Regions from separate parts of the Zea mays genome. Here region 2 is linked to region 1. A link is a contact called in public Hi-C data. All regions are on one chromosome and are shown on one strand. Each heading gives the region's core, a stretch centred on a gene start, on an enhancer-like site or on the middle of the called end of the contact. The rest is flanking DNA. Distances are from core to core; before and after follow the strand shown.

Region 1 (4,948 bases), core at 1,489-3,988:
CAACAAATATATAACTGAAACAATATAGCAAACATACTTCTTATCGAAAATGATGGAGCACTTAAAATTTGAATCTCTTCTGGCCAAAATCTGAAGCAGGAAGTAGAGAGTGAGGGAGCATAGAACATTTGCTACCTATGTGTGTTGCAATCGTTGCAGTAGAAATACACATTTGGTTGGAATTCTGGATTTTTATGATGAATCTGGCTTAGAAATATGATCGAAGGGATCCTGAGTTCTTCACTTCTCTAGGTTGCCGTATTTATTTCAGACCTATAGGAGGATGGAAACCAATTAACCAAATTTGTACAACCCAGCAACTTCAACCTACTTCGAGATCTTTCCCAACACAGTAAAATACCTAAATGTGAATTTCTTCCTACTTCCTGATCTTCCACAACACAGTAAAAATACATAAATGTGCATCTGAGCTGCTATTCGAACTAATTTTGCTAGGAATAGAGACAACATCGAACCGTGGGGTTAAGGTCGTTGATTTTCTCGATCGCCTTCTGAACATTACCCGACTGTACTCTTCTCTTAACCTCCATTTGATCTGTGATGGTCGCTGGGTCAATCTCAACTGCAAAATTAAAATCAGAAATTCGGACGAATTCCCCAGGAAGTTCAACAACGGAAGAGAGAAACAGAAGCGTGTAATACGCTCGGAGCCAGACTCGATGCAAAACTTGTCGGCGGCATCGACGAAGCCCTCGATCACAACCTTCTTCAAGGACATCATGGTGGTTCGTGTAGTGGTATTCACTCCCCGCCATTTGCCATTGAAGCTAATGTAGAGGTATTCACTCCGTCTTCCTTCTCATCTGAAACCATTGTGAACTGTGACATCATCGGCAATTCGCATCCGCTCCATCTGGACCTCCTTGCCCACAACATTGTACCCGCTCGGGGGACGATTTGCCCTGGATAGGACTGTCGCGTAAGCAACTGAGCCGACGATCACAAGCAGCACGAGGTGTCCATAGAACTGCAGTGTGGCAACAGACCACATGCGGTGGTAATCATCATCGTGCGACACTTAATGGTGTAGTCGACGTGACTGGCGGTGTGGAGTGCATAACCTTGCGTGATGGCGCGTCGGTACAACATCCACATACCCTATAGCGCCAAGCCTGCCGCATAGGCGAGCCCCGGCGTGGCCTCCCCTCGTCAGCGCGCGACGAGAAGTTTGGCGCAGTGGCGATGGGTGGAGGGGCGGGCCTCCGCCTTAATCTGGGTCCACACGCAAATCTCGTCGTCCTCCGACCCCAACGGCGGGTACATCGACACCACCTCCACAGGGAGAGGCGGTAGCAAGTGGGTCGGTAGTCGGTGGTTCCCGTGGTTCGTGGTGCCGCCGTCGGCGGCCTCATGCACGTGCAGCTAGTCGGTCACCATCGCATGGCGCGTGGAAGGATTGAGTTGCGGCGGAACCTGGGACGGCTAGGCGAAGCGAGGCGGTGGGTTGCGCATGGGACACGACGGCGGCTGCTGGCGAGTTGGAGGCAGGACGTCCCAATGCGAAAGGTGCAGTGCTTTTATCAGGGTCGGCTGGCACAGAGCAGTTTGGTCCACACGACGCATCGGGCGCGGATCTGTTGCATGAGGCTGCGAGGGAAGGGGTGCATATTCATCCACACGGTGACACGACGCGGCTGGGGGTACCTGCGCAGCGTGGTTGATAGTGACGCGTAGCTATTGAAGCGGGCGGCTGGCGCGGAGACGTTTGTTGCAAGCGGCGGCGACTGCACGTAGGGTTGGGTTGTGGCTCCCGATATATACGCGGAGAGGACGGCGGGTTAATAGTAGGAAAAATTGAAGGATGTTTCCGTAAAAATATGACGCACGACGACCGTTGAAACTGGTGCTTTAAGTATAGTAGAGATATGATCTTTTTTGTGTCTTTATATGTGTCATTTCATGCCTGCTTTAAACGGGCTGTGCTCGTGCTCACCCATAGACCGTGACCTCGACCAAAACCCGGCTCGATATATCGGGCCGTACCGGTCCGACACTAAAATATTTCGGACCTTGCCGTATCTGAGCCGTTCTTCGAGCCGACCCATTAGGCCTCCCAAATGTACACCTATACGGCTATACCCACCACTTGCCGTCTTGCCCCCCTCCCCCTCCCGCAGCTGTGGGCACGCTCCTGCTCAGCTGCCCTGCGCACTACAGGCTCAAAGAGCTCACGACCCTGGCCTGCTGCTGCTTCAATTCCTTGGACAGTTGGACACCGGCGGAGGAACCATCTCCATCGTGCTTGCACTTCATCATCTGAAGAGTTCTTTTTTTTTCTCAAAAAGGTCAGTCTTGGACCCCTTCATCCATCTGAAGAGTTCTTGGGTGGTCGAAGCCCAATAAGTAAATCACCTGATCGGATGCTCAGCCCACTCCTGAATTTCGGCCCATGACCCAGGGCCCAGGCAGCCGCCGCCGCCGCCGCGACTCCCCGAACTCGCCCCCGTCGCTGGCTCGCTGTGACCCTCGAGGCCTCGACCCGCGGGCGCGGCGCTGCGCCCTCGCCCGTACGCCTGCGTGCACCGATCCACCGGACCTGCCTGCCGCCTACGTGGCTTTTCGACCGGAGCTCTCCACATTTTCCTCCTCTCCAAAAAATGGATCGGAAAAAGGGCGCGCATTGCAAAATCTGGCGGGAAAAGGAAGCACGCCTGCCATCAGCAGCAGCAAAATCTCCGTTCCCCCTCTCTTTCCTCTCATTCCTCCCCTCCGGACTCCGCCCCTCCGATGGACCAGGAATGCACGCCGCCGATGGCGAAGAGGGCGAGGCGCTCGCCTCCGCAGGCCGGCGCGGAGGACCGGCTCGGCGCGCTCGACGACGCCACCCTCCACGCCATCCTCGTGCGCCTGCCGCTCCGCGACGCGGCGGCCACGGCCGTGCTCTCCCGCCGCTGGCCCCGCGTCTTCGCCACGCTCCCGCGCCTGGTCCTCCGCCCCGCCACATTCAACCGCCGCGGCTTCCCCGACGAGGACCGCTGCGAGGACCCGCCGCGCTGGCTTCGCGCCCTCCGCTGCGTCCTCGACCGCCGCGCCGCGCCGGTCGTGGCTTTCGAGGTCGACTGCGGATTCATGTGCGTGTACGGCGAGTGGTTCGGCTGGGTCTTCCGCGAGGTCTGCGGCAGCGGCGGGCTCCTGGAGCTCAGCATCGCCAACACCGACTACAAAGAGTGCTACGCGCTGCCCGACGCTGTCTACACCTGCAAGACGCTCACCTCGCTGGACCTCTACAATTGCCGGCTCCAGGTGCCGATCAGGGCCGCTGCGGTGACCCTGCGCGCCCTGCAGACGCTCCGCCTCCGCAACGTGGTCGCCAGGGACAGCGACATCCGTCTCATCGTCTGCCGGTGCACGGCGATAGAACGTCTGGAGATCCACGGCATCCACATGGCGCGAAACATCGTCATACGCGCGCCATGCCTCAAGAGGCTAGACATCTACTCGTATCGCCCGCTCTGCATCTCCCTGAAGAAGGCGAAGGCACAGCCACTGAACATGGTGAGGCTGAGCCTTTCCTACGGCTACCCTGAGCATTATTGGAGCCTCCATGACACCAAGGACACCAAAAGAGAGTACTCCGTTCATGAAATAGAGGAGATGCTTGATTATAAGAAGATGGCCGAGAGGGAGCACAGGCAGACGGATGAGATCAAGAACATGGAAACATTCCTCACTGCACTCAGCTGCACCAAGACGCTCCAGTTGCACTTATCGACTGAATACTCCGAGGTTAGTTTGTTTTGGCTCAGAGTGCATCTTTTTGGCTCTTTTAAATGCTACTGCAAGCTGAAAGATTTTGTTACTTACATAAATCGCAGCTTCGATGATGAGACAAAAAGATCAAGTCTTTTACCGTACTCTATTGCTTGTCATAATTCCTCCTTTTTTTCTGCAATGACAGCATATCACACCTCATTTTAATGTGTGCTACTATCATGCATCCTTCACTAGTATTGGCACAGTTCAAGCTTGTTCCATCTCACCACAAAACTATTGTGGATAGCTCAAGGATGCTACTAGTTAATGTTGGAATAACATACACTTACAATCTATATACTGGTGTGGAAGAGATGACATATCTACTAGTACTAGTACCAGATGCGAGCCCTGAATTGTTGTAATTGTTACTTGCTCATCAATGGCTCAATACAACGAAAATCTTTTAGTTGATCAAGGGCAGGCTGCTATCTAAGAAAACCTAATCTTTTCTCTCACACACACATAGGTATATATATTTGAGAATTATATGGGAGACATATGTTTTTTAATATGATAATTCAGAATAATTTACTTAAGATCCCCTTTTTTGGTATAAGACGTATGTTGAAGCACTTCCTGTTGCAAGCCATTGGCTTGGACTTGTTTGTTGTTGCTTGTGATCATTCCTAGTTTCCTACTACGAAGAACGTGGTGTTACCTGTGTTGGTGAGTCTAGCATCCCACCAGGTCGGTCAGCGTATGTTGATTGTAATAAGATTACTTGATCATTGGTATTTATTTAATCATTCCTCAGCATAATTCACGCATGCCCCATATTTGGCTGGTATCATGTAGAATATAGGTGTCGTTTGGTTCACGAAATGTAATATAAATGGTAACGATTCACACTTGACTTGAGTATCGGCGGTAACAAATTTGAATAGGCCAGTATCCATTTCTAGTGTGGTATCCGATTACGGTTGGACTTAAACAAACATGATTTAATGTTATCGGTTATCCATTACGTTACCAATATGTGAGCCAAACGACACCACAATACATACAGTGCGTCTGTCTTTGCTGTTTCTACTCTCATATAATAAACTTCGAGGTTTGATTTTTTTCTTCTTCGCAGTTTGTAATAATCCTAGCAATGTCCAATGTTTAGGCTAGTCGATCTGTTCTAGGATCAACACTTGATTCAGCTCACATGACAAGAACCGAGTACTGC
Region 2 (4,948 bases), core at 1,445-3,944, 310 kb before region 1:
GAATTATTTGACCGACGGCCGGCTGGTCCTGGGCCCAAAGACCAGCTTGTTTGCCTCGTACTACAAAGCCTTTCCGACGTCAGGACTAAGGAGGACTCAGGAAGAGAAGGGCAGGCAGACAGATCTAATCTAAGCGTCCATCTTTCGTTCGATACGTACGTGCTGCTGCTGCTGCGGGGAATCTCGCCCCTGCCCTGTCTGCAACCTGCCTGTAACCACGACCGTCAGCTTGGCCAGCCACAGCCAGTATCCTTATTTACTATAGATTAGGGCAAAACTGAGCCCACTTGGACACTGAAACTTTTGCCCAGCCTTTTCCTTCCCGAGGGAACAAAAAGGTGGAGAACCGCCCACTGCCACTCATGATGGATGGTAGCCAGACCAGACCAGGGATCGGGACATGGAAATCCCCAGATGTCGGCATCGGCATCGGCATCGCGCCGGTTCTTTTATTTGTTGCTTGGTGGTTTTTACCCTGGTGTTTTGGTTCGCTTGTTTGGACAAGGCTGGCAATGCCACTCACTGCACATCCACCGTCGTGATCAGAGGTGAAAGGATTTTTGGTTGTACCAGAGGAAGAGTGCATGAAAGAACGACCATAGCAATAGCAGTAGGAAAAAAGAAAACCGCAAGAAGAACAAAATCCCCATGAGGACATTTCTCTGTTCCTTGAAGGAGCACATCTCACCTACACTCCTACTCCTACCACAAACGACGCGCACATACAGCACAGTACTACTACCAGTATACATGACTGCAAGCATGTCCTCTTGTTTGTTTTCTACTATGCATGCATGCATGTGTGTCACCATCCGTCACTCCCCTGTCTCGATCTCTACCTAGCTAGCTAGCTAGCTAGTAGCCACCCCACTCCTTTTCATTCAACCTGATGTTTCCTGAAACCTTCTAGCTACTGCTACCTGCTGGCTTGCAAGAGGGGGCCCCCCCGGTCCGGCACGTAGGGTTGGTTTGTTTGCGGAAGGAAGGAGAAAAAGGGAGGGGGTGGCCCAGTCTGCGGTGCCGGGAGGAGGAGAAGATTGCCCGGGAAACAAGCGATCTCTTTCGCTCCCCCTTTCTTTCCATCCCGCCGGTCAATTCCACCAGACCTGTGGTGGCTCAGTACTACAGACAGAGAAGAGAGAACAGTAGTAGTAGTGGTAGCTAAGTTTCTTCTTTCGTCGCTGGTTGTTGGTTCTTTAGGCTTCAGGCTTCTCAAGAACATTGCTTCAGATCTCCTTCCTCCCCTCCCCCTTCCTCTCTCTCTCTCTCTCTCTCTCTCTCTCTCTCATCTCCTCCGTCCGTCTGTCTCATGAACTGCCCCTGTTGACAAATGAAAACAAAACATAACTAAGTCCTCGTTCACAATTACTCCTATCCTATTCATTCCTAATTTCCTATACAAGTTGAGCAAACATTAAAAAAAAGAGAAACTGACGCTTTGCTTATATGCTTGTCCATTTTAATTAGCTCTATCAGCTTCAGCTAGCAGTAGTACAGTACGTATAATGCGACCGAATGATCTCGGTGATGTTCCTTCCGACCGTGCTTGCTTATTACCAGTAGCTGGGAACTGCGGGCACTGCTGCGTAGGGACTCTGGTGCACGTATCCGTAGCCGTACATTGGCGCCGTCGGCGTCTCCGTCTCCGGCTCCGGGCCGCAGTCGAGGTTGACGCCGAACAGCCGGAGCTTCCTCGTCGGCGCTGTACCTGTAGTAGGCGTGCCGCCGCTGCTCTTGGCGTCCGCCTCGCCTGCGCCTGCAGCCATCATCAATCATGTCAACAACCGGAAACGGCGTCAGCTGACGACATTCATAGTCTCTGCTCTGCGCTAGCGTCACGTCAATCTCTCGTAAAGAGATAGAGAGAGAGAAAGAGAGGTGTTCTGTTCCTGGACGCTAGTAGTACGGTACCTGCGTGTGGCGTGTCGATGTGGTAGGCGTAGGGGCTAGCCGGGCTGGGCGGGTACGACGACCCCGACGTGCTGTAGCACACGGTGGGGCTCCACGGCTGCTGCTGCTGCTGCTCGCCGGCGTTAAGCGCGGGCGCCACGGGCGGCGGCGTCGGAGTCGCCGCCGCCGACGCCGCCGCCGCGCTCTCGCCGCGGCGCCTGCAGCAGATGAAGAGACGGTCGGCGGCGCCGACGCCGGCGCCGCGCACCCGGTCGAAGCGCACGACGTCGCCGGCGTCGAGGCGCTTCTCCTTGACGTAGCGGCTCCAGCCCTTGGTGAGCACGTAGCTCTGGCTGCTGACCCAGTACGAGTAGCGGAACCGCCACGGCCTGCCGGCCTCGTCGTCGAATTCCAGCAGCAGGCCCTTCTCGTTCCCGTTCCCGTCGCCGCCGCCGAGGGGGAAGTGCCTCTCCGCGTGCTGCTTGGGGATCACCAGGCGGTTTAGCTTGCCCACGTCGCTCGGCGTGAGTGGCTTCTCGAACAGGTGCTCCCTCTCGTAGTACTGCTGCTGCTGGTGGTGGTGGTAGTGCAGGTTGGTGTACATGGCCATCCCCCACGGCCACGCCTGCGGGTGGCCCTGGGCCAGGTGGTGCGTCGCCATTCTTGCCGGCCGCCGCGTGACCTTGGTGTGATGTGGTGGGATGCTAAGGTAATAACTAGCTAGCTAGCCGAGGTGGAAGGAAGGGAAGGGAAGAAAGATCGGCAGCGAGGTGAGTGGTGTGCCGTTTGCTGTGTAGAGGGAGCTGAGGGAGGCATGCATTGCATATGTCATGGCCAGCCATTTATAGCCAGCCTCCCAAGTAGCAGACTAGCAGTAGCACTAGCAGTAGAGACTCTAGATGGTCGTCAGTGAGGCCTGCCTGTACATGTACTGTACCATTGGTGTACAATTATATATTTCCATGGTAGCTAGGAGACTAGGAGTAGGAAGGTCATGTACATGCATGCATGATGAGCAGGAGACTTTCTTGCTGCCCAGGGAGGTCTTTGGTGCAGGTGCATTTGATCTCGAGGAGAGAGAGAGAGAGAGGTGGAGGGAGGAGAGTACAGCTACTAGTACATTATTTTAACCTAGGTAGACAGGAAGAATCAAAGTGAAGGATCGGGGGGGTGATGAAAGAATATGTAGCAGCCAGCCCCCAGTGTTAGAATGGCCACTTATTAAAAAGTTGGCGCCTGGTGGCCATCGTGGCCTAATCACACCCATCCAGGACCGGGGGGACACGGCAAGACCGCCCTAGCATGCCCTTTCCATGTGCGAGGAGTGGTTGGGGGGTGGCCTATGCTATGCTATGCATCCGCATGCACGGCCACTGTCCCGGTGAGCTCTCCCTCCTCTCTGAGCTGATTTGGTAATCCGGCAATATAATTGGAGGAGATTTACAGGAGGTAGACTATAGATAGAGTTGGAGGCCTAGTGTGGTTTTTTTAGGCCAGTCGGTTTTCCATTTGGCTTTGGGAAGGTGCAAGAGAAAAGCTGAGTCCTGCAGGAGTACGGGACACCCCCCGTCTCCAATTTCCCATACGGCCCCCTGTCTCTTTTGTCCTGTCCTGGGTGGTGGATTAACCTGACGAGATGGGGGTGGAATTGACAGATTTTTGCTGGCCTGTCTGCTGTGCTGCTGCCTCTACTACCACGTACGGATTGCCAGGCAGCATGCACAGCAGTTCAGTTCATCCCAGCACAGCAGCACAGCACTTCCTCTCTCTAGTCTCTAACTGTTGAGGACCGTATTGTGAACTGTGGAGTACGAGTGTGGGGTGGCTTTTGTCCTCTGAGGGAAGCAAGTAGACGTCACATTTGGGCTGTCTCTGCACTGCATTCCCTCCTCTCAGCTTGCTCCAGCGCTCCTCCCCCCTCCTCCCACCTCCCTCCCTAGTACCATATCCCCACTTACAAAAACAAATCTACTATTTTAACATATGTGTATATATGGATTTCGAAGCTATTTTCTAAGTCATGCTATTAAGGAATATTGTAAAATACAAGAATAAAATTGTATTTAATTTTTTGTGTGTACACAATATCCCCCCTCCCCCTACAACAACAAAAAAAAAAGATGGGAAAAAACTGTATCCAGATTTTATATCAATTATTTAAAAAGTGTATAAAACGAGTTTGAGGTTTACTTTTTAAATAGGCTCAACGTTTAAAAAACAAGAATAGAAAATTTATATAGCAAATTCTAAATGTTATTTATTCACAACCGAATAATATAAGGCCGAAAAAGTTAACATCCCAACAAGCATGTACTGGAACCAGCCACTTTTTTTTTTTTTTTTTGGTCTCAGATTCAACACCATCAAGGGCTCGGCCAGTCCCATATATTGAATTGAAGGCCCTGTGGCTAGCTGTGGCTGACTATGGCAATTGCTGCTGCATTATTCGCATTGAAACCATGGGTGCAGTGCAGGACGACGAACCTGAGCCTGCCCCTGGTACGGACGCTAGCTGCACGCGCTGCTGTGGGAGCCTTCACCATGGTATTGGTGTCTGTGTCTGTCCATCGAGGCTTTTGCGTGGGGGCAAAGCGACTGTGCTTGCCTGCCCCGTCCTCCTCCTCCTCTCCTGTCTGTGTTTGGCAATTAATTGGCATTGCAAGACTGTATACTATACAATTAGCGGTTGTAATTTATCAGGCACAACCAGGCATTTGGGAGGGCACCTCCTGTTGCCGGAAGATCGGGCGGCAGATGACCTGTCGTCCTGCCATTTAACAATGCCAGATCTGTATCATCAGATTCCGTAAACCTGTTTTTTTTTTTTTTGGAATGGGGACGTATGAAATCGCCGGCGGTGTGGTGTCTGTCGCCTTGCTTGCTTCTTCGGAGACAGGTATACCCTCGGGGTAGTAGTACTAGTAGGTTAGGTAGATGCATGCATGCTGCATTGTTCGTTCCCGCGCTAATGCGTGCTTATATATAACACACACACAAACAATGAAGAACAACAACAGCTGGTGGTCACTTGCTTGATAATCAGACGACACCGCGTACT

Evidence for each region. Hi-C and Micro-C count contacts between places; a contact is called where the count stands out from the background.
Region 2: a Hi-C map of bundle sheath shows a contact between it and region 1, with 3 times the contacts expected there. The contact joins the promoter of LOC100501773 here to the promoter of LOC100217297 in region 1. A contact is called at or near these places in 4 of 25 Hi-C or Micro-C datasets (bundle sheath, ear and leaf).

The regions. Positions count from the first base shown.
Region 1 is chr10:5,351,306-5,356,253 of Zm-B73-REFERENCE-NAM-5.0, reverse strand. LOC100217297 reads left to right here and starts at 2,738. Exons shown (of 3, transcript NM_001143645.1): 1 at 2,738-3,747. The coding sequence starts at 2,749.
Region 2 is chr10:5,665,849-5,670,796 of Zm-B73-REFERENCE-NAM-5.0, reverse strand. It overlaps LOC100501773 (B3 domain-containing protein), which reads right to left and starts at 2,694. Exons shown (of 3, transcript NM_001196435.1): 1 at 1,912-2,694; 2 at 1,558-1,756; 3 at 636-1,320. The coding sequence starts at 2,551. The coding sequence ends at 1,308.